2 separate regions of the Danio rerio genome follow, and region 2 is linked to region 1. A link is a contact called in public Micro-C data. All regions are on one chromosome and are shown on one strand. Each heading gives the region's core, a stretch centred on a gene start, on an enhancer-like site or on the middle of the called end of the contact. The rest is flanking DNA. Distances are from core to core; before and after follow the strand shown.

The links. A called contact is a pair of places that touch in the nucleus more often than the background predicts.
Region 2: a contact with region 1 is called in a Micro-C map of caudal fin, with 3 times the contacts expected there. The contact joins the promoter of exoc3 here to the promoter of zcchc2 in region 1. A contact is called at or near these places in 1 of 18 Hi-C or Micro-C datasets (caudal fin) and 1 of 4 datasets of contacts at active chromatin or transcription factors (embryo).

Annotation. Positions count from the first base shown.
Region 1 is chr2:53,427,910-53,433,411 of GRCz12tu, reverse strand. It overlaps zcchc2 (zinc finger, CCHC domain containing 2), which reads right to left and starts at 3,351. Exons shown (of 14, transcript XM_021471308.3): 1 at 2,612-3,351. The coding sequence starts at 3,175.
Region 2 is chr2:53,491,402-53,496,903 of GRCz12tu, reverse strand. It overlaps exoc3 (exocyst complex component 3), which reads left to right and starts at 2,518. Exons shown (of 13, transcript NM_212715.1): 1 at 2,518-2,635.

The DNA of each region.
Region 1 (5,502 bases), core at 2,102-4,601:
AAAATCAACTTTTTTTTGCGAACTAGCCCCTGGTTTTTAGCTCAATCGCATTGAAACGATTGTTCTACAATTCTCTGGACTGCCTAGATCAATAATTTCTTTATTGCACACAAAAGTTTTTGTTTTTTTTTTTAAATAAGGAAGAAAAACGTATGTAGAATTTAAGCATGTGAATTGTACCCAGACAGGTTTCCAGATTTTGGGATGTACGATCAAGGAACTAGGCAAACCAAATCAAACCATTCCCAATCAGTCAGTGTGTCAATTAATTTGATTAATCCAAACGACCCCCCCCCCCACCCATTTCCTCTTGTTTTAAAGCAATTGAGCATAATGCCTCAGCAGCTTACATGACCATGACTCATCACCATCATTTAAACCATTACTCTCAACTTGACATCAGCAACAAACAACAAACATCCACAAACAGACAGAGAATGTCATTTCGGAGACCTGATTCAGTCTAATGAGTGCGGACGTCCCATGTGATGCAAAATAGCACACATGACCTCATTTACAAAATGCAAAACCCATAATAAAGTCCTTCACAAAGAAAAATATCAAAGGAGATCAGGGAGAATGGCATTTGGACACACATACAGTAGCATGACCCAAAATTCCTGCAAGACACAGATGAATTTACAAACCAAATGTCATGTTCAATCATCTGGTTGTACTGGAGTTTGGATGTCTGATATGGGATATTTATATTAAGTGGTTTGTTGACATCTGGCTATAGTTTACATTTGATAACTAAAGTAACTTTAATCACTTTTTTGTACATTTAATGTTAGTGGAATATTTTTTTCCAAAATAAATGTTGAATATATTTGACCACAGTTTTTACCCTGTCTTCAAGGCTAAGCTTTAACCTGACTGAACTTATTGACAACTGCCAATCTTTAACGCAAGTAAGTACATGTATCCTACACGTATCTGGGTGATTAATGATAAATCAATACATTATTAATTTTTTAATGAATCCTGTTTTACTGAACTAAAACTGGAAAAAAAACTCCTGTAGCTTTTGTAATTCCTTTAACCAATAACATGACATTTGTTAGACCTGTAAATGTCATGCCCTAAAATAATATCATAAAATATGTCATTAGATCAAATAAGAATCAAAGATGGATTTTAGTTTATTTAAGTGGATCTTATATTCCAACCGGGATACTGATTGAAAAGTATGCAAGAAATTCCAACAGATCCAGCATGCATTCCTGTTTAACTGGAGGCTATTCCTGTTCATGCACCACTTAATGTCTGTTTAAGTGGTGGAACTAGGAAATACTGATGGTCTCCCAATGTAATACCTTGGTATTTTAAAATATAGCATGGTATTAGTGTGAGAAATAATGTAGTTTTGTTGATTCATGATTTTGAAACCCTACATGGCTTCTACTTATTCTGTACATTTACCATGGCATAGTTTTTATAAGAATATCATGACATACATTAATATGTTGTCTTTGGACATTTTATTAGTGACTTTTTCCAATGCATAAATCATGATTTTTTGGGGACATGTACCATAATAATGCATTTTAATACCTTGGTAAGGCTGTAAATATTGTACTCTAACAAATATAGTATATTTAATGTTCTCAAAATGATGGTATTTATACGTTTCTCCATGATTTTTCAATGAAAGCCAAAGTATGAGTGACTTTACGCAAATCAATAAAAAATACCATGTTTTAGACATACCATAGTATTTCCTGGAGTGCCATGTAAATACCATAATAAATGCATTTAAATATTTTGGTGTATAATAAAGAGCCAAATGTTTATCATATTATATTATTAGTATACCATGGTACTTACTTTTCTGTTAGGGTGGTACTCCTAAAAATACCATGGTACTAATGTCATGTTTATGTAGCAATATGATATTCAGAAGACTATGGTTTTATATTATGTTTCTGTACTATATACTGACGACATTAGCATAGTTCTAGTCATGGTGTTCATACATTACTCCATGTTTTTAATAAAAGCCATAGTATGAGTGACTTTAACACAAAAAATTAATAATAACTACCATGTTTTTGGACATAATACCCTAGTAGAACCATAGTATTTCCTGGAGTGATATGTAAATACCATAATACATGCATTTAAATATTTTGGTGTATAATAAAGAAACTAAAGTTTAATCGTTTGATATCATCAGTGTACCATGGTACTTACTTTTCTGTTAGGGTGGTACTCCTAAAAATACCATGGTACTAATGTCTTGCTTTTTTCGCAACATGATATTCATAAGACCATGGTATTTATATTATTTGACTGTTATATATAAACACTGACACTGTTAGCATAGTTCTAGTTTCTTAAACTTACATACAGATATGTTTAATAGTTATTTAACCAATACATGAAAAAGTACCATTCCATCATGTTTATGGACATGATACAATAGTAAGTTGGTAAAATACTCTGGAGTTCCATGTAAATACCCTGGTTGTACCATTTGATGTCGTTATGATATAACGTTAACGTTATAAAGATTGTTTATTTCGAGTACTAGTTCAAACCATATAACTTAATTACAATTTTAGCAAATTTTATTAATGTCAGTGATTTTGAGGTAAATATTGCTACACACCCATCTTTGGAGTCTGTCCAACTGGGCTCGCAGCTCTTCCCGCTGATAGAAACTGAACGCCGGGTGTAGCGAGCCCATGGTGAAGAGCAGCCGCAGCTGATCCACCGTCTCCGGCTCCGGTAGAGCCCCGTACATACCCACGTCCATCCGACTCAACGTCCTGAAGAGAATACAGGCGCATTCCCTGCTCTTGGAGCCGAGCAGAGACAAATACACGAGTAGTTTAGACAACACAACGGGATCGCTTACGTCTACCAGCCCTTCCAAATCGGCGGGGCTGTTGGCCCGGATCTCGAAGTCCCGCAGGACGGTGAAATCTCTCCGGGCCAGATCCTCTAGACAGGCGCCGAGGAAACGCAGCTCTAACGGCTGACACATATGCAGAAGCCCGCAAAGCAACTCCACGCGTCCGGCCGGGTTCAACTGTAGCCCGAACCACTCAAAAACCGCCTCCTTATCGAGCTGAGCCGCCCCGATGCCGCTCTCCCGATCCGCTCCGTTAACGGAATTCAAGTCGCATCGGTAATTTTCTCCTCCCGCCGCTCGCAGCTTCATCTTCATCATTATCAGCTCTCAAACACAATCGTCAGAGATGGAAGTCCATGGATGGTGCTTACCGGCCAATATCTCGGCATCAAAACTCGATGAAATCCCCGTTTTGGGACGGATTTTCGTTTTTAAAAATCGCTGTCGGTAGTCTGACGGTGTGGCTGTGGTCAGTTTGCCAGAGATTACTCGCCTGCCGTGCCTCCAGAATATCCTGTCAATCATCTGTGACTCCGCCCACTCGGTTTATGAGTCCCAGGGTCCTAAACTCACCCCTTCGCTCTTTTTCCCGAATAGAATTGATGTAAGAACGTAGAATTAAATTAATGTAGAATTTAATTCATTTTTATGGAGTGATTTGACTTTAACAAAATATTTCATTATATTATTAAGTTTATTAGTTATTAATGTAGCAACACGTGATTAAATATTATAACTCATATTTTAAGTTATAGATAATATAGAATTGTGAGTGACCTTTTAAAAAAACTACGTAAAAATAAATATAATAAAAGACATACATGTTGTTGGTTAAACTTTGTAATCAAAGTGAATAAATTCTTCCGCTAAATCAAATAGTTCCAGAACAGTGTTCGCTCATCGATACATAATTCAAACGACACATGCCGGGAGAACTACTTTCTTTCCACTCTTTCTAGAATGTCTCGAATTCGTCCAAGTGTTTTTAATGTTGGTTTTGATTGGAGTCTTGCTTGTATCCGTGGTATTAACAAATTTGTGTTGATTTTTACATGTATAAATGCAAATTATTACATACGAACCTGTTAAGTAAGGATTAAAATACCACAACGGTATTGTTTGACGATGAATCTGACAACCATTATAGTTCTGTAAAAACATAGTGGCTTAAAAATGTGGCTTGACATGGCGTCAATATAATATTATGTATCATATAATGTACATTATGTACCTATATTATGTACAATATGAACTATATTAAGTTATGAATCAACAACCATCCTTGCCATCGACTTCCGATAGGAGCTGGTCTTAGCTGGTCAGGCTGGGAGATGGCCAGCTGAAACCAGCCTAGCCACGCTGGGAGCCCCGCCAAAACCAGCTATATCCAGCTTAAACCAGGCTGGTCAAGCTGGTTTTAGCTAGTCATTTCCAGCCTGACCAGCTAAGACCAGGCTGGAAATGGCTGAACATCAGCCTGGAACCACACTGGTCTACCAGCTAAAACCGGACCTGTTTTTTTTTCTGCATGGCGGCCGTGTTGGTTTTGATTGGATTCTTACTTGTATTTGTGTAATAACGAATTTATGTTGATTTTTACACGCATAAATGCAAACAGCCTACATACGAACTTGTTAAATAAGGATTAAAATACCACAAGGTTTACGTTATTGATTGACGACGAATCTGAAACCATTATAGTTCTGTAAAAAAAAAACCCCGGTGGCTTTAAAATCCCCTTGATATGGCGTCAATATAATAACATAGATAATATAAATGTATATCATGTAAATTAGGCTATATACATATATAATGTAAAATATGAGCTTTAAAAAGTCATAAATCCATAACCCCAAGAGTATAGAATACATTTAACGTTAAAGGACTTTAACGTTAAATAACCTTTTATTATTATTATTATTAACTTCAAGAAATAATAAGGACTTCGATAACTTTTGAGTTATCACAGAGACGATGACGTCGTCGCAGGTATTTAATCTCACGTACGTTTTTTCTTATATTTAAAAACCTTTTGGTAGATTTTTTTAAACGATGAATCTTACAAACAACACATTTATATTTGTTTTTATTTTAAAACCCCGTGCAGCTCCTGTTCTGACCACTAGATGTTCCCATAGACTGATTGATGTATGCAAGTTGTACCCTGGTTGTACTCATTAAGTCCACTAGAGGGAGACATTGTATAGCCATAAAGCGATTATTTCAACACTGCTTAATATTTATCATGAACATCTAGAGTTCGCATTCAGCAAATATCATGACCATCCTCCTCTCAATATATGAAGAAAAGCAGAAACATTTCCATTTCCCATTCTTTAGGTGAATCCCACATTTATTTCCAACGCTCTTCCACCGTAGATCCTCCACACAACAAATGCATTGTACTTCATTACATCATATTATAAACACTGCACACCATTGAACCAAACACCTATGCTTCAGTTCAGTTGTTTATGTCTCCTCTATTTTTGTCTAATGTGATTCCTCTGGTACCCGGAGGAGCCCACCTCTGATCCAAAATAGCTCTGCTAATACATAAATGTGTTTGAACAGCGGATCTGTGTGCAAGTCTGTGGTGTACAAATATATACACAGGGACGTTTAGCAAAACAGCTCACAGGTAC
Region 2 (5,502 bases), core at 1,269-3,768, 64 kb before region 1:
ATATTTCTGGGCCGGATATGAAGTCAAAACTGCAAGATATGAGTTCAATATGTTTTTAGTAGTAAAACTGAAATATGTAAGTTATGGAAAGTTAATGTTAGGACTGCAAGATATCCTATATAGGTCAGATATACAGTCAGAATTGTGTGAGAGTCTATAAACTCATTGTTCCAGGAAATAAAATCCAAGTTTTATTTGATTTATTTAGGTCAGGGATGTTAACTCAGAATTACAAGATAAATATTTAATTTGTTCCTTTATTAATCAAGGGTCACCACAGCGGAATGAACCGCCAACTTATCCAGCATATGTTTTATGCAGCGCATGCCCTTTCAGCGGCAACCCATCACTTGGAAACATCCACACACACTCATTTACACACATACACTACAGTCAATTTAGCTTATTCAATTCACATATACCACGTTTTTGGACTTGTGGGGGAAACCGGAGCACCCGGTGGAAACACGGGGAGAACATGCAAACTCCACACAGAAACACCAACTGACCCAGCCGGGGCTCGAACCAGTGACCTTCCTGCTGTGAGGTCTTTGTGCTACCCACTGCGCTACCGTTCTGGCCCTAAATATTTCATAATACTCAAAATTCATAATTTTTATTAGTAAATCCGACAATATGCTCAGTCTGTACCTCACAAATCTGACTTTTGTTCCATGAATTATTGCAAAACAAAAGTCACAATTACTTTTTTTGTTTTTAAATCCGATTCAGAAATGGACTTCCTTCAGGATATATAAATAAATATATACATATAATAAGCTTTCGACAATTCTAGACTGTTTAATCATGTGCAAAAACTCAGGTTGTTTTCATAGATATTTTTGAGAAGATGATTTGTATTTTATTACTTTTAGGTACAGATTTTGGATGAACGTGAAAAATAAATCTCTTTTGCCCTTTGGAAATCTTCTATTTTGTGTTTGTTAGTATTTTTTTATTGCTCAAATATACATTTATACTGTATATTCTAAATGATTTCTCATCTGCACATAATCCACACTCTCTAGCCACTTTATTAGGTACACCTTACTATACTGGGTTGGACCCTCTTTTGCCTTCAGAATTGCCTTATTCCTTCGTGGCATATAGATTCAACAAGGTACTAGAAATATTCCTCAGAGATTTTGGTTCATATTGACATGACAGCATCACACCGCTGCTGCGTATTTGTCGGCTGCATATCTACGATGCAAGTCTCCAGTTCCAGCACATCCCAAAGGTGCTCTATTGAACTGAGGTCAGGTGACTGTGGAGGCCATTTAATTATAGTGAACTCAGTGTCATGTTCAAGAAACCAGTCTAAGATTCGCTCTTTATGACATGACGCGTCATCCTGCTGGAAGTATCCATTAGAAAATGAATACACTGTGGTCATAATGGGATGGACATGATTAGCAGCAATACTCAGGTAGGCTGGCATCCCCCACACCATTACACCACCAGCCTGAATCGTTCTGTCACAACAAAAATCAAGATTCATCAGACCAGGCAACGTTTTTCCAATCTTTTATTGTCCAAATTTGATGAGCCTGTGTGGATTGTAGCCTCAGTTTCCTGTTATTAGCTGACAGGAGTGGCACCCGGTGTGGTCTTCTGCTGCTGTAGCCCATCTGCCTCGAGGTTTGACGTGTTCAGAGATGCTCTTCTGCATATCTCGGTTGTAACGAGTGGTTATTCGAGTTACTGTTGCCTTTCTATCAGTTGAAGCCATTCTCTGACCTCTGACATCAACAAGCCGGTTGCTCTCACAGAACTGCTGCTCACTGGATATTTTGTCTTTTTTTGAACCATTCTCTGTAAACCCTAGAGATGGTTGTGCGTGAAAATCCCAGTAGATCAGCAGTTTCTGAAATACTCAGACCAGCCGGTTTGGCACCAACCATGCCACGTTAAAAGTGACTTACAAAAAGACTTAAAAGTGACTCCTTTTCTCCCCATTCTGATGCTCGGTTCGAATTGCAGCAGATTGTCTTGACCATGTCTACTACATGCCTATAACTGCATTGAGTTGCTGCCATGTGATTGGCTGATTAGAAATTTGTGTTAACAAACCGTTTACTGGACAGGTGTACCTGTCCAGTGGCTGGTGAGTATTCAACTGAAAATAAAATCGTATTTATCTATTGTTTAATTGCTTAATGTGTGAATGAATGTATAAATAATCATATTTGTCATTTTTCAAGTCCTTTTGATTTATCTGGCAAGTATGCATATGAGATTATAATGTTTTCGCAGTTATGCTGCGTTATCCACTATTAAGAATGTTGTTTATGATCTTCTATTTACCGTTCAGCTGTTTAGCATCCAACACTGCAATTATTTTAGCATTATTATTATTATTATTATTATTCATTTCGTTTTTTTTTTTTTTTTTTTTTTTTAATTATTCATTTCGTTGACCTCGCTGTAATCTGTGAATCTGCGTAAAGTGTGCGCGCAGTTGATACTGTTGGCGCATGCGCACAGCGCCGTCATCTGACTGGTAAGTGGAGGGCGAAACCAGGAAGACGCCGCTGTTATGACAGTAAACGAACAGAATAAACACACATGAAAACACAAAATTAATGAACAGCTTGTAACAACACGCAACTCAGAGAACGAACATCTCGTCTGGGTGAGTACTTTCTCATGACCTTAAATATTTAACGTTAATTATGTAAAACGCGGTGCTATGAATGCTAATGTGCTTAGCAAGGCAACGTTAGCAGTTGTCACTATGGGCCTTCAGCACAAAACAATTATATCTGCAAACAAAACAAATTGCGGCTTTATTTGGGCTTTTTCTTAACCCGTTCCTATTTTGACTGTGTCTAGTATAACTGACTGTTTGTGTTAGTTTGGTTCTGCATGTCTAACCAGCTGCAAACAAACACAAATGCAGTTATAAATACACAGGTTCCTATGTGAATACAGGATTGAGGTAAAGTTGGTTTTGGTTTTGCACATTCGACATGCTCCCTATAATGTTTACCACGCTACTCTGAATATTCGGTCTGAAATCGCGTGTATGATTTAAAAACAACATTAGCACTAGTAACTGTACATATTTCACTATGTCCTAGACTGCTTATATTAGGTGGTTGGACAGACAAAAATTAAAAATAGTCCTGGGTCCAAACCAGATAACTGAATGGCAGATAATTAATTCTTAGGAGCTGGAAATCAGAAGATGCCCCTTCCCTTCAAGTATGGTCAGTAATACTCGCTAAAGTGGTCGCATTTGAAAAAATGTCTTATAAGCAAGTGGAAAAGACAAATCTATATTATAAAAATGGTCCAAGTACTTTACGTGTTTGGAAATGGAACAGTAATAAATGTGTGTGGGATATACTGTTTGTGACAGTGTAAATGTGATATGTTTCTGACTAAATTTATCTATTCATTTTTTATTGTGTTTTATTTAAATTTGATATAAAGATGGAGGCTTTAACTGTAGTGATATCTAGGGCCAGACGGAATCTGTGGACATTTATTGCTATTTCTGTGGAGAATTTTGGTGAAAATCTGCAAATTTCTGCTGAATTGTTTTGGTAGTATCATGACTAAAACATTAATATGTCAAATAAAAAATAATATCTTTTTAACTTTTATTTAATGTTTAAAATGCAAATCCAATTAGATTCACTTGATTTGGTAAACAAAACAAGTCTCTCATGTAATATATTATTTACTAAAAGACAGAAAATATTGCTGTACAAACTGCACTGTACATAAATCAGATGAACATTTTCAGATAAGTCAATAATATTACTGTAATTAATTAAAAACGAAATAAACTTTGATTTACTCAAGTAAATAAACAGAATTAATGATGGGTTGAAAATCTGCGCAATTCTGCGTGCGCAGGTTCTGTGTGGGCCTAGTGATAGCCAAGCCGGGACCTTAAAGTAGTAGTTTGGGATTAGTTTGGGTTGGGTTTGTTAATAGGGTAAAATGTTGATTCTTTACAGAGTTGTATTCTGTGCTCCGTTCTGAAATCTGCCTGGGAATCAATAAAACTGTTAATCACTAACACTGTTGTACTTTGATAGTCATTTGCCTGCTAAAATTATTTCACTATTTACAGTTTGCAAAGAATACTTTTCTGAAATTATATTATAAATGAGAATGTCTGAATGTGCAAATTGTTAATAAATATACTAAAAGCACCTTTGCTGTTTATGCTGTAAAATGTTTCCCAGTTTGTGTTATTTTTATCATTTTATCAGGCTTATAGTTACCAAATAAATCAAAAAAGTAAAACACCCTACAAAATTCATTACTTTGTCTTTTATTTTAACTTGATATACTGAAATACCTGAGACGAAAAAAAATGAATGTTATGTATAACTTATTTTGTACTATTTATGCCCATTTCGATACATGCAACATAGGGCTGCATGATATTGGAAAACTTTAACATTGCAATATATATTTTTTATTTTGCTATGTATATATATATATATATATATATATATATATATATATATATATATATATATATATATATATATATATATATATATATATATATATATATATATATATGGAAAGAATTTATAATGTTAGATCTATTGGGATGATTCTGCAATGGGAATGCATTTCTATAAAAATCTAATAACTTATCTATAAGCTTTGTGATGTTCCTCGACAATTTTCTGTTTTGGTGTGTGCAATTTGCTGTGCATTTTGATTTTTTTCATGTAATTTGAGTATTTTCATGCAGAACAATCTGTAAATACAATTAAGAAAAAGCTAAAATTAAAATACAGTGTTTTATCATTTTCTGAGTCTAACTGTATTCAAGTAAATTAACTGAATTATAGTTAATGTCACAAATGGTACAATTTTTATACCTGAATGCTTTCTAAAATCATTATACAATCACAGGCATCAAAAACACATGAAAATGATAAATTATAATACAAACTCAACATTGCATACCCTGCAATGTGACTAATGCAAATTATCACATTGCATTATCAATGCTAAAACAATATATTGTGTGGCCCTAATGCAATGTTTTGGTTTGTTTGTTAACTGGCATTAAATATTTAATAAAAACCAAGTAGAAAAAACTAAATTACTAAAACGTTCAACTACAAAAAAAGTTTTTAAATACTCAAGGAACTAAATTTAATTTTGGAAGAAAAAGACATAGTCAAATGATTAAAATGATAATTGCAACAACATTGTATTTCGTTGATCACACTTTACAATAAGGGTTTGTAAGTTAATGTGCACTCTGTATAATATGAACTAGGAATGTACAGTACTAGTATTTTACATTTAGTCATTTAGCAGATGCTTTTGTCCAAAGCTTAGGACAGCATATATCAATCATAGTTCAGCATTTACTAATGTTATATTAAAATCTAAAGTTATGTTGTTAACATTAGTTATAGCACTCTGAGTTAATAAGAACTACCAACAAACAACTTTATTTCCAGTAGCTAACGTTAACAATGTTAAAAAATGCAGCCATAAACATGCTGTTCATTG